Linked DNA regions of Mus musculus: region 2 is linked to region 1. The links are chromatin contacts, called in public promoter capture Hi-C maps. All regions are on one chromosome and are shown on one strand. Each heading gives the region's core, a stretch centred on a gene start, on an enhancer-like site or on the middle of the called end of the contact. The rest is flanking DNA. Distances are from core to core; before and after follow the strand shown.

Evidence for each region. Promoter capture Hi-C pulls out the DNA fragments that hold promoters and counts their contacts.
Region 2: a promoter capture Hi-C map of embryonic stem cells shows a contact between it and region 1, with 17 times the contacts expected there. The contact joins the promoter of Msx2 here to the promoter of Barx1 in region 1. A contact is called at or near these places in 2 of 39 promoter capture datasets (cranial neural crest and embryonic stem cells), 8 of 484 Hi-C or Micro-C datasets (embryonic stem cells, epiblasts and stem cell-derived epiblast-like cells) and 1 of 115 datasets of contacts at active chromatin or transcription factors (embryonic stem cells).

The regions. Positions count from the first base shown.
Region 1 is chr13:48,658,883-48,665,822 of GRCm38.p6, reverse strand. It overlaps Barx1 (BarH-like homeobox 1), which reads right to left and starts at 2,787. Exons shown (of 4, transcript NM_007526.4): 1 at 2,484-2,787; 2 at 506-797; 3 at 338-422. The coding sequence starts at 2,706. It overlaps Gm36606 (a long non-coding RNA gene), which reads left to right and starts at 3,031. Exons shown (of 4, transcript XR_382336.3): 1 at 3,031-3,284.
Region 2 is chr13:53,468,824-53,475,763 of GRCm38.p6, reverse strand. It overlaps Msx2 (msh homeobox 2), which reads left to right and starts at 2,984. Exons shown (of 2, transcript NM_013601.2): 1 at 2,984-3,432. The coding sequence starts at 3,054. Gm33763 (a long non-coding RNA gene) reads right to left here. Exons shown (of 4, transcript XR_873406.2): 2 at 1-1,789.

The sequences.
Region 1 (6,940 bases), core at 1,538-4,037:
CCGTGAATGAACAGTACTAGGTGAGGAAAGAATCCGATCAAGGACCACCGGATGCCCAGGGCCCAACCACGGCATCACAGTGACTCTAGGCCCTAAAGAAACGGTGGAGGTTTAAAGAACTGCTGAGGAGAACGAGCGGAAGATGGAGGAGTTAGAAGCTGCCAGGAGGTGCCGGGGATGGGGGTTCTGTCCTAATGAACCCAAGCAGACACAGCAGTTCACGGGATGGGATGGGCAGAAGTCTTAGTGTGAGGAGGGCGGGAAGGTATTTCTTGGAGGACACCAAGGACAAAGCCCAGGAAACCCCAGCCCGCAGGAAGCCACCAGCCACACTTACTATTTTCTTCCATTTCATCCTCCGATTTTGATACCACGTCTTCACCTGTAACTGGCTCAGGCCCAGGGACTCAGCTAGATCTATTCTGGAAAGAGTAACGCACACCCTCAGCGGGTCAGGCCACCACCTGCCTACCCTTCCCTCGAGCCCAGTCTTGCCCGGCACTACCTGTCAGGGGTAGAGAGGTACTTCTGCTTCTCGAAGCGTTTCTCCAGCCCCATCAGCTGCAGCTCAGTGAATACGGTGCGACTCCGGCGTCCTTTCTTGGCTTTCGCGCCAGGTTCACCAGAGCCAGCTGCTTCCAGCTTCCCGCGGAGTTGCAGCTCCAGCGGCAGGTGCGATGCGCCTGCGGGGCCGGGCATCCCAGGCCCGGCGGCCAACAACGCCGAGCCCAGCCCGGAGCAGCCGAGCGGCGCCAGTGGGAACTTGAACACTGCGGCCTGCTCAGCCTTCAGCACCGCTACAGAGCAAAGAGAGAAGGGGAGAGAGAGAAGAGAGAAAGATCTGGGTGAACTGGATTCCAGCCTCCCACGCCACAGCGCTTTGCTGCGTTTGGGAGCCCGAACCAGCCACTCCCTGGGGATTTAAACCCAGCATCCTGGGCGACCCTCCTTCAGGTAGCTATCCCGAGGAGTCTAGAAAAGAGTATCCCTCGCATCCTTTGCTCTTTTTTGGAGTCCCCATGAGCCAGTAGGCTCCGAGATTTCAGGATGCTTTAGAGCAAGTTCGCTGCTCCGAGGACATAGAGTATGCCTTTCGTGAAAAAGAGAAACTAAGAAGAAACGGGTGAATTTGGAAGCGGGGGCGGGGGTGGGGGAGCTTTTGCATTGGGAAAAGAACGTTGTGGAATGTGAGCATTTGTTTTTCTGGGCGCTGTACCTACATCACTGGCTGAGGCTTGGACATTGGCGAGGAAAGGGTCACCAAAGCATCCTTTGAACCTGAAAATTGTCTTTCTTGTTTCCTCTGTTCAGACCCCCTCCCCCCAAGAAGCATGAAGACCTCTCCATGTTCTTTAGCCCTAAATCGGCTGTTTGCCCGCTTCAAACGAATTGCCAACAACAGAGTCCTTTTATAGTGAACGGCAGCAGAGAGGCTGTGAACCAGATGAACATCAAAGAGGCAAACTGGACTGGCTGCTACCAAGACTGGACAGAATCTGGGGCCGGTTCCGGAGGCCGCTAGCTGAGCTGGAGTCTATATTGGACGCTTCCTTTCCTGGTAGGCTTCTCCTAAAAGAGATACTGGAAAGGATGGATCTGCCTGGCTGAGAACCATCAGGGTAAGGGGAGCATAGAAAACATAGCAGGAAGTGGGAAGAGAATCTTGCGGAGGGGGAGAGGTAGAGGGGAGACAGATCCACTTTACCAAAAGGCTAGGAAGGAGGTCAACCAAAGAGAGTCACTAAGCCCTAAGCCGAGATGCAGTACAGGGCAGACTGCCTCACAATCTCCCAAGAGACAAGACGGAGACAGAAAAGATCTGAGCAAGTGCTTCAAGACGCACGAAAGCCCAGCAGATCTCGGGATGGAAGGACCAACTGGGCAGCGGATCACAACCAGGCCTCTTTCCCTCAAACAAGGCCTACGGAGACCCTGGCCGCAGCACAGGCCTCGGTCGGTTGCTGACTGGAAAGCACGGGGTTCTGAAAGGCTCCTGGATGGCTTGGGCATCCAACACTATGCGACACGACCCTCTTCTCCAGAGCTTTCCCAGTCTGGGCAGCTACTGTTATGCCCAGCCAACCCTACCGCGAAACTCAGGCTTCCCCTGGTTTGAAGTCATTTTGATCCAGAGTGCTCGGTAGATTGATTTTGTAGCAACCATAGGGATGCGGTCTCTGGCTCCTGGCCTCGCCTATCACCCGATTCGAAAAAACTCGAAGCCGCCCTGAAGCAGAAGACAAACTCTCTTCTGGTCTGACGCGAGGACACAAGGCCTGGTTTCTGCCTAGCTCATTGCTCGCACCCTCCACTTTCCCGTTGGAGTGCGCGAAGAGAGGTAGGTGCCTCGGGCCTGCGCTGAGCTGCATCCCAGGTCGCTCCAGAAACAGGGGAGAAAGAGGATGAATTACGGACAACCCCAGGTCTCCGACTCCCACCCGCCCGCCAAGCCCAGTCCTCTGCGCGGCGGCCGCTGCACGTACCCAGGTGGCTGTGGAAGGGCCGGGCGGCCAGCAGCGCCTGTACGCCGAACTTGAGCAGCTCGCCCGCGGCGGCAGCGGCGGCCGCGGGCGCTGCGCCCTTGGGCCCCGGAGGCTCAGTGAGGATCTCTTCGATCATGAAGCTGCGGTAGCGATGCGGTCGGTGATCCGCACAGCCCTCGGGCGGACCGAAGCGCGCGGCTCCCGGCTCCCCTGGCCGCTGCATCGCGGCTCCCGGGGATGCGCCCGCGGCTAGGAAGCGACGGCGGCTAAGCTCCGGCGCGGGGCCCGCGCGGGGCTCTAGGCCGGCCCGCAGCTCGCGGCGGCGCGCGGGCGCCGGCTCATGCCCCCTCCCCCGCCGGCTGGCCGGGCGGAGGCGCAGGGCGCGGGCGGGGCGCGCGGGGCTCGGCCAGTCGGACCCGGGACTGCGTCCCCGCCCCGCGCCGCCGCGCCTCTAGCCTGGCCAGCCCCGCGTCACTGCCTTGCCCCGCCCGCCCTGCCCCGCCCCGCCCCGCGCTGCCGCCCCCCACCCACTAGGCCCAGCCGGAGGGAGGGACCCAGGAGGGAGGAAAGGAGGTTGAGAGGAGGGAAGGAGGGAAAGAGCCCGGGATAGGGGCTCGCAGGCCGGGACCAAGGGAAAAAGAGGAGAGCTCGCCCAAGAGGACAGCCCTGAGGATAGGACACTGCGGAGATGGGCAAACCGAGGATCTTGAATGAGAGGCGTGAAAAAGTCTGAAGACAGACAGCAAGGACCACGCAGGATCCTAGGCAGTGATGTGAAGGTGTCCAAGACGCCTCTTAGACGTGAGTGCGCCGAGACGTAGAGAGGAGAGAGCCCCAGAGGTGCAGGAGGGCACGGGGAGGGCACAGCAGCAAGGCCAGCGGACTGGGTGGGATGGGGAGGGGCTGGAGTGGTGGTGAGGAGGAGGGGCAAAAGCCAAGCTGGGAAAGGGGTAGCCTTAAACAGCTTTCCCAGGTCTGCGAGATGCTGTAGGGATCCAGTGCAATACACCGGGGTGTAACTCGCAGGGTGGTGACCATGCCTGTGCACCACTTCCCCCCCTTCCCTGTCCACCCCAACCTCAGTTTACCATTTTGATCTCAAATCTCTGAAGCTACCCTGGGAGAAAAAAAAAAAGATTCTCCAACTAGGATTTACCTAAATTTCTAATTTAAGCTTACCTGGACACATTTTCTCTGGCAACCACCAGACTTAGTGGGCTGAGTTATGTTTACTTAGAGCAAGGGATAGAATAAGGGCAGATGAATAAAAAGGGGAAAGACTGTCACTGGATGAACTTTGAGGCAGGGGATCATGGAATACTCTGAGAGTCTGGGGACCTAGCTCCATCTCTGAGCCTCCAGTCTCTCACAGGACTAAAGATGGGGCTGTTAGATCATTCTCTTTTTCTCTCCCCAAATTAACCTCTGTTGAGTGTGCCTCTTTGAGTCTTGGCACTGACAGTTTCTGAGCTGTCTCAAGTCTGGAAGACTTGACTCTTGGCTCCAGGGAGTTTGTGGGGATGGAAGGTGAGACTTTTCTATACCCAGGGTGACCCATGCCAGCTGTTCAGGGGTAGCAAGAAGGGTAGGGTGTCCTCAGGAGGCTAGGAGAGGACTTGCTGTATTTCCTATCTGCCTCTCTCAGGAGTCTTGGGTTCTGTCTCCACCCTGTCCAGCCTTCCTAGACTGGACTCCATGTTTTAAGCCACTCCTACTTCCCACGAATGCTCTCCACAGAGCCTAAGCCCTCACTGCTGGGAAACTGAGTTCATCACACTATATCCCAACTCTCCAAGTTGAAATAATTTCTTCTGCCTGCTGACGGGGTTGGGGTGGAGGGCTCAGAAGCCTACTGGACTGTAGCATCCGGGACACTAAGAAATGACCAATAGCCTTTGACCATTGAGCCTGGGAAGGGGACAAAGGGCATCTTTCCAAATGTTCTGCTGAGATGCAGACCCCCCCCCCCCAAAGCTCATTGCTACAGCTCAGCCAAATGTGCAGCGACTTTCTGAGTCAGGAGACCACCATCAGGACTGAAGGGAAGCAGTCTTTAGTGGCTTCCCGTTGCTTTAGACTCCTGAAAGGGGATAATCAGGTAACCAAAATAACTCTTTAGAAGGGTGATACAGGACCCACTAAGACCACCCGCACACATATCAGAGACAGAGTGGCAATGGGCATCTTCCCACTGAACAGAAAGGAAAGTCGGTGTCTACTCAGGACATAGGAATCTTGGCCAACAACCTCCTTTCTCAATACAACTCAATCCAAGGACTGGTTCAGGCATTCCAGTGAGTAGAAGCGGCTTTCTAGGTACCATACCTATACCAGAACAAAGGCCTTTCTGCCTATACTGCTTCCACTCTGTCCATCCCTGGAGGGCTCAACATCAGGCCCCTCCACTTCCTCTTGGGCATCGGAAGGAGTATAGCTTGGAATGGGTTCTACTGGGGAGGAGTCCCAGCCAGCTCCCATCCTATCTTCTCTGATTTTGATCCCGACAGAAGCCACCCTGTATTTGAACACTATGCGCCTTCCTTCCAATTTCAGCCAGGTTTCCCCAAAACGCAAGGTTGATCCTGGAAATGGGTCTGAGCTACCAAGACCACTCATTCCTATTGTCGATATCCAGTCAACAGCTCTGTTTTTATTGCCAGGAAGGAGTTTAAGGTCAAGCTGAACAGAGGAGGCTCATTTTTTTCTGGCATGAAGGTCTTAATTCTAGAAAGAGACCCCACCCCCACTCCATTCCACAGGTGCGCCTCTCCCCCTCCCACACACACCCTCCAGCTCCTTGGACGCTGGCCAGGACTGTTTCAAGCCGCCCAGGCCGAATGCCTGCAGTGATTCCTGCCTGCTGGGAATGAAGCCCCAAGGACTAAAAGCTTAGCCTGGCACCAAAGGCTCAGAGCCAGGCTATGCCCCGATGCCCCATGCCCTCTTTAAGCTCGAGCCCCTGACGCATCCTTTTCAAACTACATTCTTCTCAAAGTCCAGAGGGACCCTAAAGCAAACCTGCGAATAAACCCCTTTTAGGCGAAAAAAAAATTGCGAAGAAATGGCTTCAGGGATCCTTTGTTTAGGAATTCTGCATTGGCTGGCTGGAAAGGGGTTAGTTCACAAGGAAAGGGGTTCCCCCTTCCACTTGGACGGCACAGGACGAAGGGAAGTCCCCACTAGAGGCGCAGCCACTGAGTCCTAAGCCTAAAGCCCGCCAGGGCCTCCCGCCTGTCGCCTAAACTAAAATCCCGGAAACTGGCCGCTCTGGGAGAGGCAGGCACGGTGGAAAAGGTGACCTCAGCGTCCCAGGCCAGCCACCCTCCCGGGTGGCCCAGCAACGAAGGACTCCAGGCCGCAGGAGATCCTTGGCGCAGTTTCTTCCGCCAAGAGGGGACCCTTGTACGCGGAACCCGTCCCATTTCCCACTTGCGAACCCGGAAGACCCCGGGGCTTCAGCTGGCTGTGGCAGGTTAGAAGGGAGGGATGGGTCACAGCTGAACCCCAGAGCAGGGATGTGAGGTTTCAACGCGCACCGCTTCCAGCTGCAGTTTCTTTCCAAAGCACCTCCAAGAGGGAAGGAATTCTGCAGGCAATCTAACCGGGAAGTGGTAGTCCCTTATGCCACTAAGCAGATGGAGCAACCCAAAGCCAGTTCAGCCACCAGCCTCAGGGGGCTTCTAAGTGGGGCTCCCCTCCAAGCCTCCCTAAACCTTGAAGATTTCTTTTTTGTCTACTTTCCCACTTGCAACCGATCTGTATCTCATTCAGCAAATTGAATTTGGGACCCCGGGTGTCTGGAAGGAAGATTTCTTAAAACTTCTGTGGGCCAAACAACTTTCCGGAAACCGTCCCCAGTTTACAGTAAGCTCTAAGCCCCACTAAGTTCGTTCGCCCCAGAGCAGCGCTCTGGGTCTTCTTTCCAGGAACAAACACCCTGGAGAGCCCCAACTAGGGTGTTTTAAGCCTGCCTCTCCAGGCAGGTTTGCGGTGGTGGCCTTGGCGGGTGGCCTTCAGCACGGAATACGTTTCAACTCAGATGACCATCGCCTGGACCTGGAGGGCAACGTGTGATCTGGGCAGGCTGCCGTCTGCGCCCTGCACTTTGCTAGAAAGAGGTCATCAGTTTGGCTTCAATACACAAAACCGTCGAGATTATAAAAATACGCGGTCCCCACACTCACAGATCACATCTAAGTTGCCTTTCGTTGGAGAGCCGGTCTCTGTAACTGTTTCATTATGGGTAGTTCGATATCCTTGTGGACTTTCGTTTTGAGTCTTTCCTGACTCTTCCCGGAGCTTGGAAGTCGAAATGCATTTTGCGTGACAGTGCCTTTGCAGATACGATCTTTGAGATTGGTTCCTTTGTGTCCTTGGGGGTTGTTGTTTAACAATGTGTGATTTCCTTTGGAATTTTGAGTTAAGATATATCCATAGCGCTCTCCAAGGAACCGGTT
Region 2 (6,940 bases), core at 1,735-4,234, 4.8 Mb before region 1:
GCCCGAGACTTTTCCCTGGTTAGGCAGAGATACAGTCTCCGCCTGCAGTGATGTGCTTGAAAAGCAAATGAGGTCCTGCTCAAGTTCGGGAGCTTGGGCAAGGTGTAAAGGTGACTCTTCGCTGTTGCGGAGTTCCGCTTGGAACCCCACTTTGGCCGCTTGCAAGTGTTCACGGCGCATAAACATTATTCTACCACCCCGGAGTTTAAGTTTACAGAGTGCGTCCTAAGTGCCAAAGCCAGCCCTCCTCTCTGGGAAGACACCCAAACCTGCACCTTTTTCAGGCTGGGAAAAATCTCTGTTCAGGGATTTTTACAAAGGTCCTGCTTTGGGGTTGGTGAAGGCGGGTGATGAGTCCCTAGACAAAGAAAGCGTTGGGTAAATTAATGTTGCTTTTGATATACAAGAATATTTTTAAACTAATTCCCCACACCTTCTACGTTATGAAACCCACTGAAGCTAATTCCCATAAGAGTCGAGCAGAGGAATGATTGCCCCTCAGTTTAGAGCCGCGGGGAAGACCTGAAAAAATATTTTGAGGGTGTGCAAAATTCTTGCAGCAGATAGGCTTTCCACGAAGGGCTAACTTCCGTGTTCAGGCTTTTTCAGCCCTGGTCTCCACCCCAGCAGAGTTGGAGAGGCGCCTGGCAAAGGGATGGGGGCTGTCTCCTTGGCAATGCCTCCTGTTCGTGGCCAGAGCTTGGTACTCTGGAGGTCAAAACTAAATATTCCTTTTCTCCCCACCGTTTCCCTTTCAGTGTCTTAGCATTTCCCCCCAAATAGTGCAGGAGAGACTGAACTTTTCCTCTGAAGGAGACAGTTTAAAAAAAAAATAGAGACATTCCAATGGAATTGTTTTGTTTTTTTAACTTCCTAAGACTCTACCTGTGCCCCTAAAGTAACACATTTTAAGGATAAGTTTTCCGATTATTTATAAAGCATTGGTTGGGTTCAGGACAATTGAAACGTGAACTTCATTGTATTCTTCGGCAGCTGAGGACTAAACGAATTTTAGATTTGCTTCCAAAATACATAACCCCACATCTTGCCTCACTTATTGAGAGGACATACAACTCAATCTGAATTTACCTGTATTGTATTTGAGATCCCTATCATCAGATGTGACTCCAGGGAAAATACATGTCTCCAAATCACCTTCGTTGTCTTCTTTTGGCTTTCCCGGGCTTCCAGTTAGCAACAACAAAGTACTTGTATCTTGTGGTAGGAGAAAGTTTCACAGGTTTTTAGAAGCCTCATTTAGAACTTCTTATCATTAAAAGAAAACCTTTCAAAACTGAACTGAATTATCTGGTGAAGACTTTTTTTTTTTTAATCTTCTAAGATTTCTACATCTATGGGTTCCCTCAGACCAGCGAGATTTCACTCTGGGTAAATGTTTGAGGCAAAGGTCCCTGTTTCAGAGAGGTAAGCTGGAAGGATCTGGAGGTCTAGGCAGTCAAGTTTCTAAGTCTTCTAAACTGGGGTACCTGCTAAGCTCTGGTCATTGAAAGCAACTTGGAGCAATGGTCCTCCCCTTTGGTGCTGGAGGGAGTATTTAGGGAGCATTTGCTGTTTGGGACCAGCGCTTAGCAGGCTCTTCTTTCCCCCACCAGTCCGGATGGGTTTTTGGATCTATGAAAAAGCTTCTGCAGCCTGAAATGGGTTGTTTGCAGCGATCTTTCTGCTCCTGCTGGCTTGCGGGCAAGGGAGGTGCAGAATTATTTCAGGCCTCTGTCTCAAAACTCTCTTCTTCCATGCATTGATACAGTTGGTCACTGATGCTTTGGGGCTGCAGTTAGATAGAGAGTGTGCTTTAGGGTGGGATCCTGATAGGTATGCTGCTTAAAATTTCAAAGTCAGGTGAGATGAGCTTTCCCCAAAGATATTCAGGCTTTGGGTTTGCAAAGTCGAACCCTGTTATTTGCAGAGAGAATAAAGACACTAAATGTCACAAATACCCTTCTCCCCTGCCCATCACCTCCCAAGGCAGATGCTATCCTGACACCTGAACTCCAATGACAAACACAAACTCAAAAAAAAAAAAAAAAAAAAAAAACCTCATGAGCACACTTTTGCACGGGCCTAGAGAGGAGACTCAAGGGGTGAGAAAATATCCCCATTGACAGTTTCTAAAACTTGTCCTGTTTGGACAGAGTATGAAATGGAGATCATTTGTGTAAATTAGCTGCCAGGAACCAATGGGCGCTGGGTCTGCTGGTGCACACCTACACTCTCAACACCAGGGACGAAGCCAGTGGGGTAGCAAGTTCAGGACCATCTTGGGTAAGATAGGGAGCGACTTCTAAGCTAGCCAGAGCTGGAGAGCAAGAGTCTGTTTTAAAGGAAAAAAAAAGGGAGAAAGGGTAGAGATTAGTTGAATATCCCTTGACCACCTCTCAGCCTTTCTCATCTTTGTCCCTTTTCTTAAGGAATGAGTTACAGCTAATGTCTTGGAACACTCTCCAAAGATAAGACAACTAAGGACCATGCCTAAACTATTTCTATTAGTAAAGATGCTGCTATTGTTTTCCATTATAGTTACAAAGATACACTAGTTTGAGCTCATAGTGGGAGCTTTATAAATGTTCCATGCCCTCCGCAGATTTCCAACATTCTCAGGCGGGAGCGTGTGGGATCGGCACCAGAAACACTTTAAAGAGGGGTTAAAAGACAAGAAATGAGACTCGGCAAGCTTCCTCTTTAAACAATCGGCTTTAATTACGCCTTAGACTTTTCAGTTTGGGCGATTATAACCCTTGAGGGATCGCCTAATAACAACTCTGCTGACTGCTCCTGTAATTAACTCCTAATTTATTTCAAACGGGGCGGGGGAAGGGCCCCAAGCCTCTCCAGGGAGAGCCAATCGGTGGCGAGCGTCCGTGGCGTCAGGAGCAGGGCCGTCGCCAGTTGGTTGAGCCGAGTCTCCCACTTCCCCTCGGAGGACAGGCTGGGCTCCCAGCGCGCCCCTGCCGGCTCCCCCCCCAAAAGTTGGAGTCTTCGCTTGAGAGTTGCCAGCGGAGTCGCGCGCCGACAGCTACGCGGCGCAGAAAGTCATGGCTTCTCCGACTAAAGGCGGTGACTTGTTTTCGTCGGATGAGGAGGGCCCCGCGGTACTGGCCGGCCCGGGTCCCGGGCCTGGAGGAGCCGAGGGCAGCGCAGAGGAACGCAGGGTCAAGGTCTCCAGCCTGCCCTTCAGCGTGGAGGCGCTCATGTCCGACAAGAAGCCGCCCAAGGAATCGCCCGCGGTGCCACCCGACTGCGCCTCGGCTGGCGCTGTCCTGCGGCCGCTGCTGCTGCCGGGACACGGCGTCCGGGACGCTCACAGTCCCGGGCCTCTCGTCAAGCCCTTCGAGACCGCCTCGGTCAAGTCGGAAAATTCCGAAGACGGAGCACCGTGGATACAGGAGCCCGGCAGATACTCCCCGCCGCCCAGTGAGTGCGCGTCTGGGACGGGATCCGGGCTGGACCAGCGCGAGGGGTCCCAGAGGGGCTGGGGAACGGGTGTTAACAGGATGATGCTCTTGACCCCCCTGGTACCCCAGTTCAGCGGGCGGTCCGCATCCCAGAATCCCTAGCTTCGAGGAATCTGCAGTACCTGAGCGCTGGCTGGCATTTGAAAACCAAACCAAGTTGTTGATTTCTGCAGTCCTTAGCCCCCTGCTCCGAAAACTTCATATTTGTGTACCTGCCCGGGAAATAGGGGAGAGTCGCTGTTTTGTTTTGTTGAGTCAGGGTCTCCTGTGGCCCGTGCTGGTATGCAGCTCAGGATGGTCTTGAACTCGTCATCTTACTCCACCACCTAAGTACTAGAATAACTGGTGTGCACCACCACACCGGGCTGGGATCCACTTTAAATGAGTATTGAAATGTGGTTTTGCTGGCCTTCAAAATATACAGGCAGCCCCATGAAGTTCACCCCACTATAAAGACTAGACAACTGGAAGTTAACCAGACATGGAGCAGACATACTTGGTAGTCTTCGAACTCCAGTGTCCATCCTATGAAGGGAAGGTGGCAGGCAGAGACTGATTCGGAAAGGAAGCTTCTTGTATTCTAGTCCGTTGTTGGTTAGGTTCTGCGTGTTGCAGGGAGCTAGTTTGGGCCAGACCCTCGTGGGCTCTCCTGGGTTCACAGTAATAATTAACAGCATTCCTTCAGAACTTGAGAATGTACAGTGAGGTGGCCACAAGTTCGCCAGATTTGGCTGCTTGCTAGAACCTCAAAGTACAGGCAGAGGCATGCCACCTGTGGCTACCCCTTCAGACTTGGTGGCTAGTGCTTAGAGGATTGCTCTTGCTTGGTCCAGGTTACCATTCATACTTGCAATGGGCATGGGGGTCTGGTGTCCATGCTCTCTGCCCCCTCTTTTGAGGGTGATGGCCATATTGCTATTTTCACTGCACCCCACTTCCTCCAGGGAGGCTGTGCCGACTTCCTTTCCAGACTTAGCATCCCTTTGGGGTCCATTCCTGAAACTTTGTTTTTAGTTTTATCTCTTGGCCTTTGAGGTTTATCTCTTCTGTTGCCTTTTTTCCTGCCCCCCCCCCCATCAAACTTTGGGAAAGTTGAGAAAGAGGGAGAGGGATTGTGGAGGGACTTTCCCAGCTCAGCTGGGGGAGAACTTGTCTTCCTTTCTACCTTTCAGCCCGGCCCTCTGGACTAGAGATGCAAAGTATTTTGTGAACAAAACAAGACCATATACCCAGGCGTCAGTGGCTGTCCCCTCTGGCTGTCTCTCTCCACCCTGCTGGAAATTCTGAAAGGCTGAAAGGGTGCAGAGATTAAGGACTTAAAGAATTTAAACTCCAGTTTGCACAGTGCTTTTCAATACATTATCTTATCTGATCTCCTTTGTGCGGCAGCCGAGAGCCTCTTGTTAACAGAAGAGGCCGTTTCACAGCAGAGTTCAGAGGGATCAGCAGTTTGGGCCCATGGAAAAAAAAGCTCTTGGGCACATTGATTTGCTCATTACCCCCCAAGTGGGGCTCTGGGCACTCCAACATGTAGCTCTCTAAGCCACCCGAGGGATAAGTAGTAGTTATCCATTTTATTGTCAGCGAAATGGAGGTTCAGAAACATGAAGAGTCTTAACTTGTTTAACAAATTTGGAGTGCCTGTATTCCTAGGCCTGGGGCAATGCCCCACAACACATCCAGGATTTCAGCCTTAAATGGTATGGTGGCCAAAGGTCAGAAATCCTGGCATACTTAGGCCTGGCGGTCTGGTGGGGCAGTTCCCCACCCCACCCCACCCCACCCCCACTGTGTCCCCGCCCCCACTGGCTCTGTAACATCTCTGCAGTGGGCAGTTTTTCCTTGCCCTAGATAAATCCTTTTTATAAGAGAAGCTAGGGGCTTTCGGAGGAGGTTTCATTTGGAAACACAAGGTTTTTGATACTTGGGGGTGGAAGTGTCAGCAGGATGAGCTCGGAGAATGCCAAGAATCAGCTGGGGGGGGGGGGCTGGAGTTGGAGGGAGGGACCCACCTACCCCTGGCCCTGGTTTTGTGGTTTGAAGAAAGCGGGATAAAAAGTTTGTTTCACCTTGTTTAATCACACACTTTCTTTGGCTGGTATAAAATGGGTTAGGGGGAAGAAGGTGGGAGCGATGGGGGAAAGATTCTCCTGGCAAGGCTTTGCCATCTGAGCACAGTCCCCATGGCCCGAACTTTATAAGTCACCATGGCCCACAAAGAGTAACCCAAGCTACCCTGGTTCAAAACTCCTGTAGAACCAGCAGCAAGTGTATGCAGTAAGAGTTTGGTGTCTGAAAGGGAGCCTGGGTGGGCTCGGGAAGGGCGAGAATTCCTTGGGTCTCCAGCTCTGATGTTGGCCAGTGAGCTGAGAGGAAAATCTCCCCTGCCCTTGGCTCAGTTGGGGATTAGCACGTGCGAAGGAAGGCCAGGCCTTTAGGAAGTCTACCCATCTCTCTCCCAGACTGCTGTTTTTTTCTGATCACAGTACCTTCTACTCTGTAAAATTAACAATGTGACATAGGGGCTGGGTTGGGACTTGTGCTGTGTCACTCTCAAAGATGAAATATAAATTCTTCTTTGGGCCACCAAAGTAACTAAACAAGAAATGTTACATTCCCCTGCATACACCAGCACTAGCACTCTGGCTACATTAGGGAAATTAGACTGGCTCGTAAAAGCCAAATGCAGAAAAATAATTGTTTAGTATTCTATTCTTGTCGCCTTATGCTCCTCCCCTAGCCTCAAGGAAAACAAGACCAGAATTAGTCCCTGCTGTGGAATCACCTTGAGGCCCCATCCTTGTGCTAACAACCCATCTTAAAACAGAGTCCGGACGCTGCCTCCTGTCTCTATTTTGCTTGTTATTCCCCACTTCTAAATTCCAACAACAAAATAATTACTTATCCACTTGCCCTAAACCATGGAATGGATAGAAGAGAGTATGATGCCATCACCATCATTGCAGGCAGAGAGATTTCCCTTGACATGTCCGTTTATGAGCGAGCTAATTCTCTCTCCGTCTTCGTGACGTTTATATTGCCAAAGCACACAGCCAAGAAACTTATCCCACAGCCAGATCTGTAAAGTGATGTTGGGGTTTTTATCATCTGTAGGGTGGATGCAGTGACAGCTGTGTGGTTGTTTATGGCTTGGATCGGCCCTTCCATCCATTGATGCTATTTGTTTATCACAGGCCTTATCTGGATGATTGTGCTTCATAAACAGGCTTGAGGCAACCCAACTTTTCTGGTTCAGAGAGCAGTTGGAGGCTAACTCAGTATCTGGCATCCTATTTATGTTCCTCCTGATGTGCGGGTCTTACTGTTTTAAAGACAGGAGATTGAGTTCTGAGGAAGTTTTATTTCTTAGATAGTTCTTAACTCTTGTGACTTATAGTCATGGTTTCTATTTCCATTTTGTACAGTGCAATATGTTTTCCATATAAAAAGTTTCATGACCTCATTAC